Linked DNA regions of Mus musculus: region 2 is linked to region 1. A link is a contact called in public HiChIP or PLAC-seq data. All regions are on one chromosome and are shown on one strand. The core of a region is the stretch at or near the end of the contact, and the rest is flanking DNA. Distances in the headings are between cores, read along the strand shown.

Region 1 (5,972 bases), core at 2,319-4,818:
TCAGTTTGTCACACGAATTAGCCGTCATGCTTCTGCATCGTTCTGTGAAGAGAACCTATGCTTTTCTCTTTCCCAATAAGGTAGCTGTTCAGGATCAAGCCATATGCCAATAAGTAGATCCTTTTCATCTCACCTAGACATGATTATGTCTGTTTTTTAAAATACTATGAGGCATTTATTAAGTTCTTTGATATCCAAATTTCAAAATTCCTAAGATAAAAGTATGATTAAAATAATGTGCTTGATTATTCAACATTTTAAAACACCGTTTACAGCACACAATTTAATTATCTGTGTTGAAGCACGGGGAAGCTCAAAAGAATAAGCGTGTGATCCAATTCACATATACTTTTCTCCCATAAAAGGGCTGTTTTTAGACACAGTAAATGGGATGCATGCAGGCATGAATTTATAGAAGATACAGAAGCATGCATAAGAACAATTTTTAAACTTATCTTTGGGATAATGATTGTCAATTTTATTTAAAATGATGGTATGCAATAGATCAAATATTAATATTCTGTAATAACCAATTTAATTGCTGTTATGAACAAGGAACAGACACTTTGTCAGGTTCTTAAGACACAATTTTTGTTGTAGGTTTTCTAAAATATATGAATTTATCTTACAATTCTTTATTAGCACCATAGCAGCCTTAATAGGATGTTAAAACTGTGCTTTGAGGTGAATGCCACCTTGGCCTCGCCCTCCTCCGGTCTTCCTTCCTTTCAGGCCAAAGAGGCTGAAGCGGCCCAATCTGTTGTAGGTCAGGAAACCCGAGTGAGGGCGCAGAGCACCCTGAGTTCTAGCGGGGGGGGGGGGGGGAGGGGGGGGCGGAGGGGGAATACAGCTACCCCTGGCAGGGACAGGCAGAGCCTCATGGGGGCAATGGTGAGCGTGGCCCTCCCCTGAGTTCGCTACAAAGGCACCCACTTTCTGGCAGCCAGTACCAGGTTCGCTCAGGGAAAGCTGCGTACCCCAAGGCCCTGCCCTGCAGCAGCTCCAAGTGGGCCAATGGTCAGCTGGGAGGAGAAGAAAAATGACTTTACAATAATGTTTTCTTTTGCCAAAGAATTGCTGTAGGCATAGCTAATATTTAATTACCATTAATTATAATTGATAACAATTATAAAAGCTTTCTTTATTTTCTGCAAAGCCTTTTGTTCTTTGCCAATTAATTTGCGTCTCACTTAATAGCACCTAACAAAAGTTTAAATTCTCCTGTGGTGAGATCTTAGCCAATTAACATCTCCTGGAAGCTTTTGAAAATAAAACTTTGAAGCAAATCAATTTTTCGTTCTAGATTTTCTGTACCACAATATTATAGTATAGCTAAAACCCTCAGTATTAAAAAGATATTGCCTCTGAATCTTTTCTGGAGCAACAGCTACTCCCCAGAACTTAAAAACTCCTTGTGTGAGAGCAAGGATTTAAAGTAAACTTCCCTTGAGAGGCATTAGCTAATAAAATACTTTCCACTTAGGAAACAATATACACTGAAAGATTCAAACTCTTAGCTTCTTATATTGAAGCAGAGATAATAAATTTTTTTTTTTGCATAATGTAAAGCCATCTCAGCCATACCTAGAGGCAAAATTTTGCAGTGATTACAAGCTCACTAGAAGCAAAACTCTTTACAATTATCAGAATGTAAAGGAAAAAACAAACTCTTAAATCTATAATAACTTTGCATGAAGTAGGCAAGTCAAATCACAATGTCCTGATAAATCCTACAGCCTGATTGACCTTTTATAAACTTAGAATTTAAACTTTATAGAACTTCTGGGAAGATCTGCAAAGGTGCTCTTTTAGCTAAAAGGAATTTTCCCTGAAGGCAAGGAGAGGCAAGTTTCCAGAGCTTCCTTAGGCACCGTTTGCAAGGCAAAAGAAAGTCACACAAGCCGCGCAGATGCTGCTCTGAGCATAGTTCATTTTGCCGTGAGGACAGATTTTAGAATTTCTAAGTTTCTTTTGCAATTTTAGAGTATAACTACAACCTTGGGGAAGCAAAACCCAATTTCAAAACAATTTATCACCTTAGAATCAACATTAAAAGTTCACTACCACATTGTGAAATTTGGCTGCCAATTTATACCTATGGATGCATGACAGTGCAGATTTCAATGCTTCATTAAAGAGACATTGCTTTAAATCTTATCTTTAATTCTACTTTCTAGGATAAGAATCACATTAAATATTATCTCAGCTAGAAGTATCTTTAGAAGCCCAGCCTCTTGGCTTGCCTTATGCCACATGTTTGAAAGCTTCCAAACCTGAGTTACCAATTTAAAGCTAACTTTCTAGTAACCAGTGTTACACCTTTCTGATCATACCCAATAAGCTAATACTCTTGTGATTAAGACACGCAGAGCATATTACACCTCTAAGACCAGTAAAAAACCAAATGAAGCAGCTAAACGAGTCTAATAAATTTAGACCAATCAAAGAATTTCAATTTTTCTAGCTATAACTATGAGATTAAAAAAAAAGCACCTTGTCATTAGCTAAATGCAATAATCACGATTGCAGAGAACCCTCCAGGAAAAAAAAAAAAACATCTATCAGCTTTTTCACCCCAAAACTAAGAGGCTGCAGACTCCCTTTCTCAAAAAACTTTTTTCAGCAGGAGCCCTCCTGCTGTGCCTGATCCTGGCTAAAGCCTGTGGTCACTCTCTTGCTGAACCAGCAGATAAAGTTTTAGCCATCTTTATTTTCCAACATGAAACACAGAACATTCAGATGACTAGACACGAACACACATGAACTGAACACGTGAACAGACTGGTGCACCAGACATTAGACAACACAAAGAGGGCAGAGAACTTCTGCTGTAAGGGCTAGAGAGAAAAAGGCAGGGTGTTCCCTGAAATTTCTCTCTGCCTCTGGGAGAGTTTCAAAATCCATTTTCCTCTATATTATTTTATTATTACAAACCCTGTTTCTGCCGCCTGATGCAGCTCCCGTCTGCGGACATCTGCCTGATTATTTAATTTAAACCTTTTTCCTCTTGCCTAAAGCAGTTTTTTGAAAACTGCAGACAATCACCTGATCAGTTCCTAGTTCTGAAAATTCGCTGCCAACCTAAGTGAATCCAGCGTTGGGTTAGCACCGAATTCCAACCTTAGCCTGTATCTTCCACACCTCCAGCAACACTTTACTTGCTGCTTCACTGTGCCCCAATATGAATTCTCTGATTCTTTTTCTTCCTGTGGAGCTCCATTACCAAGCAGCGTTCCTCCAGTGTTTTTCTGCCATTCCTCAGACCCCACATTAGGCACCAAACTGTTGGAAACCGACCTGTGTCTCACATGAACTGGGTTTCACCTGGGAGGCAAACTGGGGCTGAAAAGGGAGGGGAACTAGGCAGATGAGAGAGAAATGGAACCAAGACAAGTTCCTGATCCAGGCTCAAATGTTTAATGGCGAATGCCCTTATAAAGGAGGGGGAGGCCTATTCCCGCCAATTCATTCTTGGAGCCCAGCTGCAGATGACCATGTGCAGGATAGGGTGTAGTCTCAGGAATAGCTCGGTGACCTCCCAGCAGGTAGCAGTATCTTGAAGAGGAACAGCGCCAGTGGCTGAACAATAGAGTGATCTAGGAAGGCAGGCTCCACCCTAGGTAATCTCCTTAGTGGCAGCAAAGTTGAGGTCTGGCTCAGCCAGCTTCAGGCTTGCTGGAGGTTACAATTTATCAGCACTGAAAAATATAAGACCAGTTTCTCCCCAGGAAATATTCAGCAAAATCCGAGTAAAGCCAGCTTTATTTTAAGTACAAGAAAGGAGATGTTCATTCTGACACACAGAGAGCTATCCTTCCTATGTAGGAGCAACATGGGCAGAGACCAAGGAACTGGATGCACAGGACAGTCCTTCAGGCCAACCAAAGAGCAAGGAGCCTCTAAGACAGGAACTCAGTTTGCATCTGTTTTGATCACTGATAGTATTCTGCAAATGTCCACTAAGCACCAGGAGTGTTACGTTGGGAGAAACAAATGTAAACAAGTTGAAGAATACTGAGGCCAACTGTACATGATTAACTATGAAGTGTGCTGGAAAAAGTGATATGTGAAACTGGGCAATTCATTCTGTGGTGATGAAAAAGGCCTGTATGGGGGCAACTTTGAAATGGTATGCCTTGCCTTGAATGGTCAGGCTTTATTATCTTGTTCTGGCATGAAAGAGGTTCCAGAATTTTCTTTTTAGCTCAGAATTTCCTCCTGGGTGTTAAGCCAGGTACCATTTCTATTGGGTATAATCTAAGCATCCCCAAACATGGCATATCCCGAAGAAAAGCACATCACCCCTCTCCTTCCATCCCCTCCACATCTTGACCCTTGCCTCTGTACCATCCCTTGCTTGAGGTAGTGTCACTTACGTGTTTATCACACATGGGATCTCTGTCATTTCAATTTTTGTAGTTCCTTACTGCACCCATTTTTAACTTATAATTCATATCTCCTTACTGCATCTTGTAATCATCTCTTGATGCTACCACTCAGTTTTCAGTCTAGATCTAGATTGTCTAGACCATGTATATTGGAGTCAGCAAAGTTTTTCTCTAAAAGGGCAGTTATGGGGCTGGAGAGATGACTCAGTGGTTACATGTTTTTATTTGCTGTTCTTGCCCACCTGAGTCTGGTTTCCAGCACTCATATCAGGTGGCTCACAACTAACTCCAGCTCCAGGGGATCCAACATAGTCTTGTGACCTCCATGGGCACCTATATACAGGTGTGCATTCTAGCACATAGACACACTCACAAATTGACATAATTGAAATGTAAAAAAATCTTTTAAAGATTGCAAGTTTAGTAAGCTAAACAGCTTCCACTTTAACTACTAAACTATCATCACAAAGGCAACTGTCAACAATGTGAATTATTAAGTTTTCAATAAAAATGAATTAAGATAGAAAAGGGAACATTTAGTCAATCCCAATCTATATGTTCATTACAATGATGTTTTACTTGTTCTCCTGGCCCTAATGTGATTAAGATAGAGGAGAGGCCAAAAAGAGAATGGGCTTTGGCTGAAGAGATGGCTCAGCAGTTAAGAGCAGTTATTGCTCTCACAGAGGACCAGAGCCCACACCAAGTTGCTCGTAGAGGCTTCTAACTCCAGTTTCAAAGGATCCAATGCCCTCTGGCCTCTACAGACACTTGCAAGCACATCGTACACATAAATTCACACAGGCACACATACATATACATAAAAATAAACTTAAAAAGGGCAGTGTAAGGTTAACAGTTAAGGGAGAAATGACCCTTCTGAGTTTTCTTTGCTCAACAAGCGGTCCTCTAGAAAGACTGAGAAACATTCATCAGGCCTATCAATTTCAACACAATGGAGAATTTACAAGTAATTAACCCAAGAGGGAGAAAGTAGCAGTCATAAGTAGAGATCATTTTCCCCCAAGAAATCTGGAGGAAGAAGATAAAAGTTGGAAGTGTTTAAGCCATGCTACTAGCATAACAGGGCTTGTGGATGGTTGTGGGTGGGCGAAGTCGACTTAGTGTAAGCAGCCAGTACCTAGGCTTTCAAGGTGCTTGGTGATGAAAACATGCCAGCAAGAGAGGTGACACCATGGTCACAAGTAGAGGGATCAGGCTTGTTAGAAGAAGGTTTTTTCATAGATGAAAACAGACTGAAGGAGGTGGAGAGGATTGTAACTTGAAGAGCAAGCCTTTAGCAAAATGGGCAACAGAAGGGGTCTTTCTTAAAAATTAATTTTGTTATTTCAAAGTATTTTAAAATTTAAATATATTTGGATCATATTCTTCCTTTCCTCCAAGTCCTTCCAGATCCTCTCCCCTCTCTATCCACCCAACTTTAAATTCGTTCTCAAAAAAAAAAAAAAAACCCACACACAACAAACCTCCAAAACTAAAAACATGAAATCACACCCAAAAATATAAAATAACAAAAACAACAAAACAATCCCCCATTAATCTATGACAAAATAAAATAACACA
Region 2 (5,986 bases), core at 117-2,616, 120 kb before region 1:
TTTAGGCGCTTCGTGGAACAGACCCATTGTATTGCCCTTCGTGGTGGTTAGAATGATTCAGTTTTTAAATTTCAGAGTACTTTGGAAGGACAACTGTAAAGGGTTTTTTTTTTTTTTTTGTCTGTTTGTTTTGTTTTTCGAGACAGGGTTTCTCTATGTAGTCTTGGTTGTCCTGGAACTCACTCTATAGACCAGGCTGGCCTCGAACTCAGAAATCCACCTGCCTCTGCCTCCCAAGTACTGGGATTAAAGGTGTGCGCCACCACACCCAGTTTAAGGTTTTTGTTGTTGTTTAAAAAAAAAAAAAAGACCTTTCTCATGTTTGACATCAACCCTCAACTATAGGCAAATTAGAAATAAAATGCTTTTGCAGGATCCAGTGGCTGGGAAACTGCCCTGGAGGTCTCCATAGGATCAACACCCCTCAGGCAATGCTTTGTTTATCCCTGAGGGCTAAACAATGCCACAGGGCAGTGTTTTGTTTGCTTTCTTGCTATTTTCTTTTTCTTGAGACAGGGCTTTTCTGTATAGACCTGTCTGTACAGGAACTCACTCTGTAGACCAGACTCAGAGGTCTAGCCTGCCTCTGCCTCCCTGTGCTGGGATTGAAGGAGCCCACCATCGTGGCCAGGCTTGTGTGTTTTCTTTTTTTGTTTGTTTTTTGTTTTCTGAGACAGGGTTTCTCTGTATAGTCCTGGCTGTCCTGGAACTCACTTTGTAGACCAGGCTGGGCTTGTGTGTTTTCTATGTTGGTCTTGACCTTGACTCTCTCTCTCTCTCTCTCTCTCTCTCTCTCTCTCTCTCTCTCTCTCTGTTGTCCTATATCTTGCTGAAAAGCCCTTTCCATTTTTGTTGCTATGAAAGCAAGATTCCAAAGGATTCAATTACTCCCCATCTTTTGACTCTTAAGACCTTTGAGGAGGGTGTGTCACTTCTCAATCTAGCAGGTGACTGACCCTTTTAACTGACCTGTACTGAATTAGTTCTAGAAAGAGTATAGCCTGCCAGATAGTCAGGAACACTATTGATCTGCTAGTGCAAGAATAAGATGTTTCTATAAAAATAAAGTATAGAAAAACAAAAGTCATATGTTTTTGAAAGGCGGGCAGAAGTAGAAACAGGGAACAAACAACCTCTGACAGTAGAGACTTTTAATGTGTGGGGGTGGGGGGTGGGGGGTTGGTAAAAGTCTCTAGAGGAGAATCCCTAAGGATGGAAAGTCTGCCTTATGCACCGAAGTCAGTATAGGGCAGAAGGGGAGACTGGGGAGGAGTCTGAAATCAGCCATTACAGGGAGCAAAGGATGAAAGCTGAGTATTAAGAAAAAGAATGTCTTGTGGTGGGTAAACATCCCTGGGCAGCCATTGTCAGGTGTCAGCAGGGGGAGAGGCGGGATTAGGAAAATATGTCTGGAATGAGGATTGCTGTAGTCTCACTGCCCAGAAACCAAAAGGGAAAAGCTTTTTAAAATGGCATGGCCTTGGCTACAAGTCTCAATCTTCTTCTCTCCTTAGTTAAACAGTCTTTAGATGGTAAGTCTTAAATATCTTAGTTAATTATAGCTAACTACCACAGTCTATCTGAGTTTCTTATATGTAAAACGATCTCACAAATAAAGAGCAAGATTGCTTCCTCACCTGCTTGGGGAAATAAGTATGTTCACTGAAACTAAAGGGCCTTTGAAGAAGTTGGAAAATTTACTCACACATAGTGATTCTACAGTTATGGCATGTTGTACATTTAGGTCTTGACTGTCATTTCATTTATTAAATGTATTTATTAATAGTATGCAATGAAGCAATATACTATCTGTCTTTAATAAATAATATTTACTACTTATTGGAAGTGGGGGGTTGTCTATTCACATTCTAAGTTCTTCTGTATTTTACTTTAAGTTTATTTCAGTCAAAGGCTTAAGAGTGTGCTTGCCACATACTAAGTGAATCTGTGTCTCCTTGGTGTTTTATATTTTAAAGAAGAGAATTAGTTCTGGTAAAAATGTACTTGGTTATCTGTACACTAAGGTGTGAGAGAGTCTGTGTAGCTTTAGGATATGATTCAAATCACATTAAACCCATGTAAAGATATTTTTCTATTGCTATTATAAAATATAAAAAATGTAAATGACTTGAATTTGTTATTGATTATTCATTTCCTATATACTCTCAATAACTGATTTGATTTAAAATGTACTTTTATCAGGTTTATCGAGTGATTAGTAAATTCAGACATATGAAATAGGAAGTAATTAGTAAATTTGGATGTATAAAAAGTTTTAAAGTTGTATAGCAAAAGATGCAGGGCTTGATGAAGAGGTCAGGGTGGATTGGGTGGGTGTGTGCTTTGACTGAACAAATCTGACTTTGTATATGTACTGTATTCACACTATGAAACTCACAGGTACAGGGGATACCATGTAGAGAACATTCTTGGTGCCATTGGTAATAAAAAGCAGGAAGTTGGGGAAAGACATAGGGATAATAAACTAGTATATTCATAGAATGGCCTGATATACAGCCACCTAAACCTTTATGTATCCACACAGATATCAGACTACAATAATATTTTTGATTGAGGATGTAGGTAAAATTCAAGCATAATAAATACTTACAGACAACATTTAGCAATGTTTATGACAAAACTATGTTTTATCTGTGCACGGATGTTTCTGAGTATGAAACTATGGAAGGAAACTACCTGTTAAATCACAATGGAAGAAAACAAGAAAGCCCTCATAGAATCCTACCTCCTCCTCACTGTGGAAGCAGCTTACTTGGCCTCATTGGCTAACGTATATCCTCTGTTCCATGTCTTTTCCTAGCTTATTCGAGGAAGAGATAATGTCATATGTGCCTCCTCATGCCTTACTCCACCCCAGCTACTGTCAGTCCCCGCGTGGCTCCCCCGTATCATCTCCCCAGAACTCACCAGGTGAGTCTTCCTACTACATATGGGAATTCTCTGAGAAGCACAGGTATGGAGTGCTCTGCCTGCTGATAAGGACACACTGCGTGGTATTTGCTGCCTTTTTAAGTAGCTCGCTTCCTTGTAAGTTCATTTTGACTGAAAGCTTATAAAGATAAATGGCAGTAGTGTAACATATCCTGCTGTAGAATCTACTTTACATCCTGCTGCCTACTGCTTAATGTTTCTTGGAAAATATTAGGGCACAAAATATTTTGCGAGCTCTTTTGATTTAAAAAGTTAGTTGGGGTACAGCTTTGATAGACAATAAAAATGTTTCCACTCTCAAGAAAAAAAAGTTGAGAGTTTAAACTATTTGGTATAATGGACTTGGGTATTTTTCTCCTGTTGTATTAACTAATTGTCTAAGATGGTGTGAGGGGGATGAATGGGCGGATGAAACAAGCTAATGGGTGAAACTTATTTGAACTCTTTTAGAAGAGGCAGATGGGAATTAGGGGGTGATGAATGCTCAGGTGTGTAAATGATATGGAGTCGATCTTTACAAATGATTTTTTTACCGAAGGTAGCCATGATGTTGACAGAATATCAACTATATCTTTTTACAGGCAATGTGTTATTTACACTATTTCAGTAGAAAATCAAACTTCGGTTGTGACACTGAAAGCTACTATGCTCTTTGATGTATTAACTTGTGTTCTCACACATTGCTCTGATAATAAAGCTACAGTCTAATTGAATACCACAAACAGGAAAAGCTCTATTAATCTGTCTGTGTAACACAGATTTATTGAGCATCCAACTGTGATGCAAGTGCTGAGTTAGAGCATGGCCGTGTGAAATGAATACTACAGTCTCTGCTTTTGACGGGTTCACTGTGAAGCAGTGAGGCAGTGGTGAGTCTATAGCTCAGTGGTCAGTGCCCTGATGGCAAGACATCTGGGAACATGGGTGTGGGAACACTTGTTTAAGGAAGACTAAGATAGCAGGGGTGAGGGAACCTTGAAGGATGACTGAATAGAAATTTGCTAGGTGGGGCTTGAAGTTTAGCTGGATGGTAAGGAACTTGCCTAGCCCTGGGATTGGTTCCCAGGACTAGGTGAAGGGGAAAAAAAAGATCTCAAAAAGACCAAACTGGCAAACAAAAATCAGAACTGGAAGTTTCCCAAATGGGCCAAAGGCAGAAGGACACTCTGGATAAAAGGGCAGCATAGGCTGAGGAGACAGTGGGATTCTGAGGAGAAAGAATAGAAACGAAAGGCAGTTCTGAAGATTCAGGTTGGAAATTTAGGCCAGAGTAGTGGTCACTGAGGTCTTCTGTTGTGATCATAAAAAATAAAGAAATATTAAGATACGTCCTATGGAGGTGTGGTGAGGTATGGGGGCAGGGGGTGCCTCGGTGGGCCCATGTCAAGGCATCCCTTCCCCCTGAGAGACCAGCCACAAGAGATGGTATAGCATAGAGTTTATTCAGGGTGTGAGGAGGGGAGTTAAGAGAGTAGTAGAGAGAGAGAAAGGCAGGCAGAGAGAAGGAAAAGAGTAGAGAAGTAGAGGCCAGCCATGGCCATGTGGAGAAGGGGACGCAGGGAATGGGGAGAGAGAGGGAGCAAGGGGGAAGGAGAGAGAGGAGTAAGAGAACAAGAGAGAGAGGAGGGGGCAAACAGCTCCTCTGATAGTGGACCAGGCCTACCTGGCTGTTGCCAGGTAACTGTGGGGTGGAGCTTAGACAGAATCCTAACATTTTCTATGTGACCTGTTCCAGCATAGACCCTGACTTGGGAAAGGTTATTAATAATGTCATGAATTTAAACCCAGTAGCCTGTCTTTGGACCTTAACTTTAGTATCTGGCTCTACTATCAATGCCTTGAAAACTGGCTTTTAGTGAAATCTCTGAAATTTTATAAAAAGAAAAATGCCAATATTAAGGATCCTATTTCATGAGAATCAGTTTGATGACAGAATCTAAGGCCCTGGAGGTAGAGAAACCATTTGAGAGGATGTTGCATTAAACATGATAAAGAGCTGGACTTGGCAGGCAGTGGTGATGGGATACAGGGATAAAGGGATGGGACATGTAACATACTGAGACTTTAGGACTGAGCCCAGCTAAGAAAAAGCCAAGGCAAATTCGAGGGTCTTCTTACCCACAATGCCCAGCAGACACTGGAACCACTTGCCAAGAAGGGAAGAAGATGTAACTTATAGAGAAATATAAAATGAGCTTGACTTGTTACATGTTTGTTTGTTTGTTTGTTTGTTTGTTTGTTTTGGAGAAATTTGGGAGCTCTCACTCCGAGATACCCAGCGTCAAGTGGAAAAATATAGTTAGAAGATATCAAAGACAGTTGGAGAGTACAGAGATTGACAGCTAAGTATTCAGTCTCGAGAACTGAAGCCTAGAGTATAGGAAGGGCTGAGAAGACGAAACAGGATGATCACAGGAGAATTCTAATATCTAAGGAGTATGCTAAGGTGGAGGATGAATAAGAGGATGGTGGGGTTTAAAGTAGAATTAGGGAATTGTTTCCAGGGGAGTCCATTTTCAAGGAGATGTGGTTAATACAGCCAGATGCTCAAAGGATTCGAAAAGAATGGAGTGCTAAAAGAGACCAGGAAATGTGAAATTCATAAGGTTAAAAATTATCTTTACCAAAGCAGGCTCAATAAAGTAGTAGATGATACCTTGGACTGTGCCAGGTACAATATGCTAAGTGCCTGCTGCATGATGCTAAGTGAATCCCACAAGTGTAGAATGCTCTTTTTAGAAAGTATAGTTGTCACAGAAACAAATCTGGACAGTAGTCAGAAACAGAAAATTGAAGGGAGGGAGGGAGAAAGGGATGGAGGGAGGGAAGGAAGGAAGGAGGGAGGAGAGAGGGAGAGAAGGAAGGAAGGAAGGAAGGAAGGAAGGAAGGAAGGAAGGAAGGACAGACGGACAGACTGTCTGCTGGGGAAGTGAACCTGTATGAACACAAGTCTCAGCGTGATGTTGATCAAGACAAAGCAGCACCATGGCTGCCTTCCAGCTCTTGCAAGGCAGCACACCACAGGCAAAGGCTC

The links. HiChIP or PLAC-seq counts read pairs in DNA pulled down with a chosen protein or histone mark.
Region 2: a contact with region 1 is called in an H3K27ac HiChIP or PLAC-seq map of embryonic stem cells, with 98 read pairs. The contact joins two enhancer-like sites. A contact is called at or near these places in 1 of 15 datasets of contacts at CTCF or cohesin (the NIH/3T3 cell line), 4 of 484 Hi-C or Micro-C datasets (bone marrow-derived macrophages, embryonic stem cells and nephron progenitors), 10 of 115 datasets of contacts at active chromatin or transcription factors (the HPC-7 cell line, bone marrow-derived macrophages, embryonic stem cells and 4 more) and 3 of 9 other capture datasets (adipose tissue, bone marrow-derived macrophages and liver).

Annotation. Positions count from the first base shown.
Region 1 is chr1:53,743,662-53,749,633 of GRCm38.p6, reverse strand. The region is part of intron 4 of Gm32311 (a long non-coding RNA gene); the gene reads right to left. Among named protein-coding and RNA genes, the nearest start is that of Stk17b, 39 kb to the left of the region's middle. Within about 2 kb of position 3,568, at least 9 of the 459 cell types and tissues checked have an H3K27ac peak or open chromatin away from gene starts, as enhancers often do. A contact at or near this core is called in embryonic stem cells, where this site is marked.
Region 2 is chr1:53,861,986-53,867,971 of GRCm38.p6, reverse strand. Hecw2 (HECT, C2 and WW domain containing E3 ubiquitin protein ligase 2) reads left to right here. Exons shown (of 29, transcript NM_001001883.3): 19 at 2,822-2,931. Among named protein-coding and RNA genes, the nearest start is that of Mir7681, 16 kb to the right of the region's middle. Within about 2 kb of position 1,366, at least 28 of the 459 cell types and tissues checked have an H3K27ac peak or open chromatin away from gene starts, as enhancers often do. A contact at or near this core is called in embryonic stem cells, where this site is marked.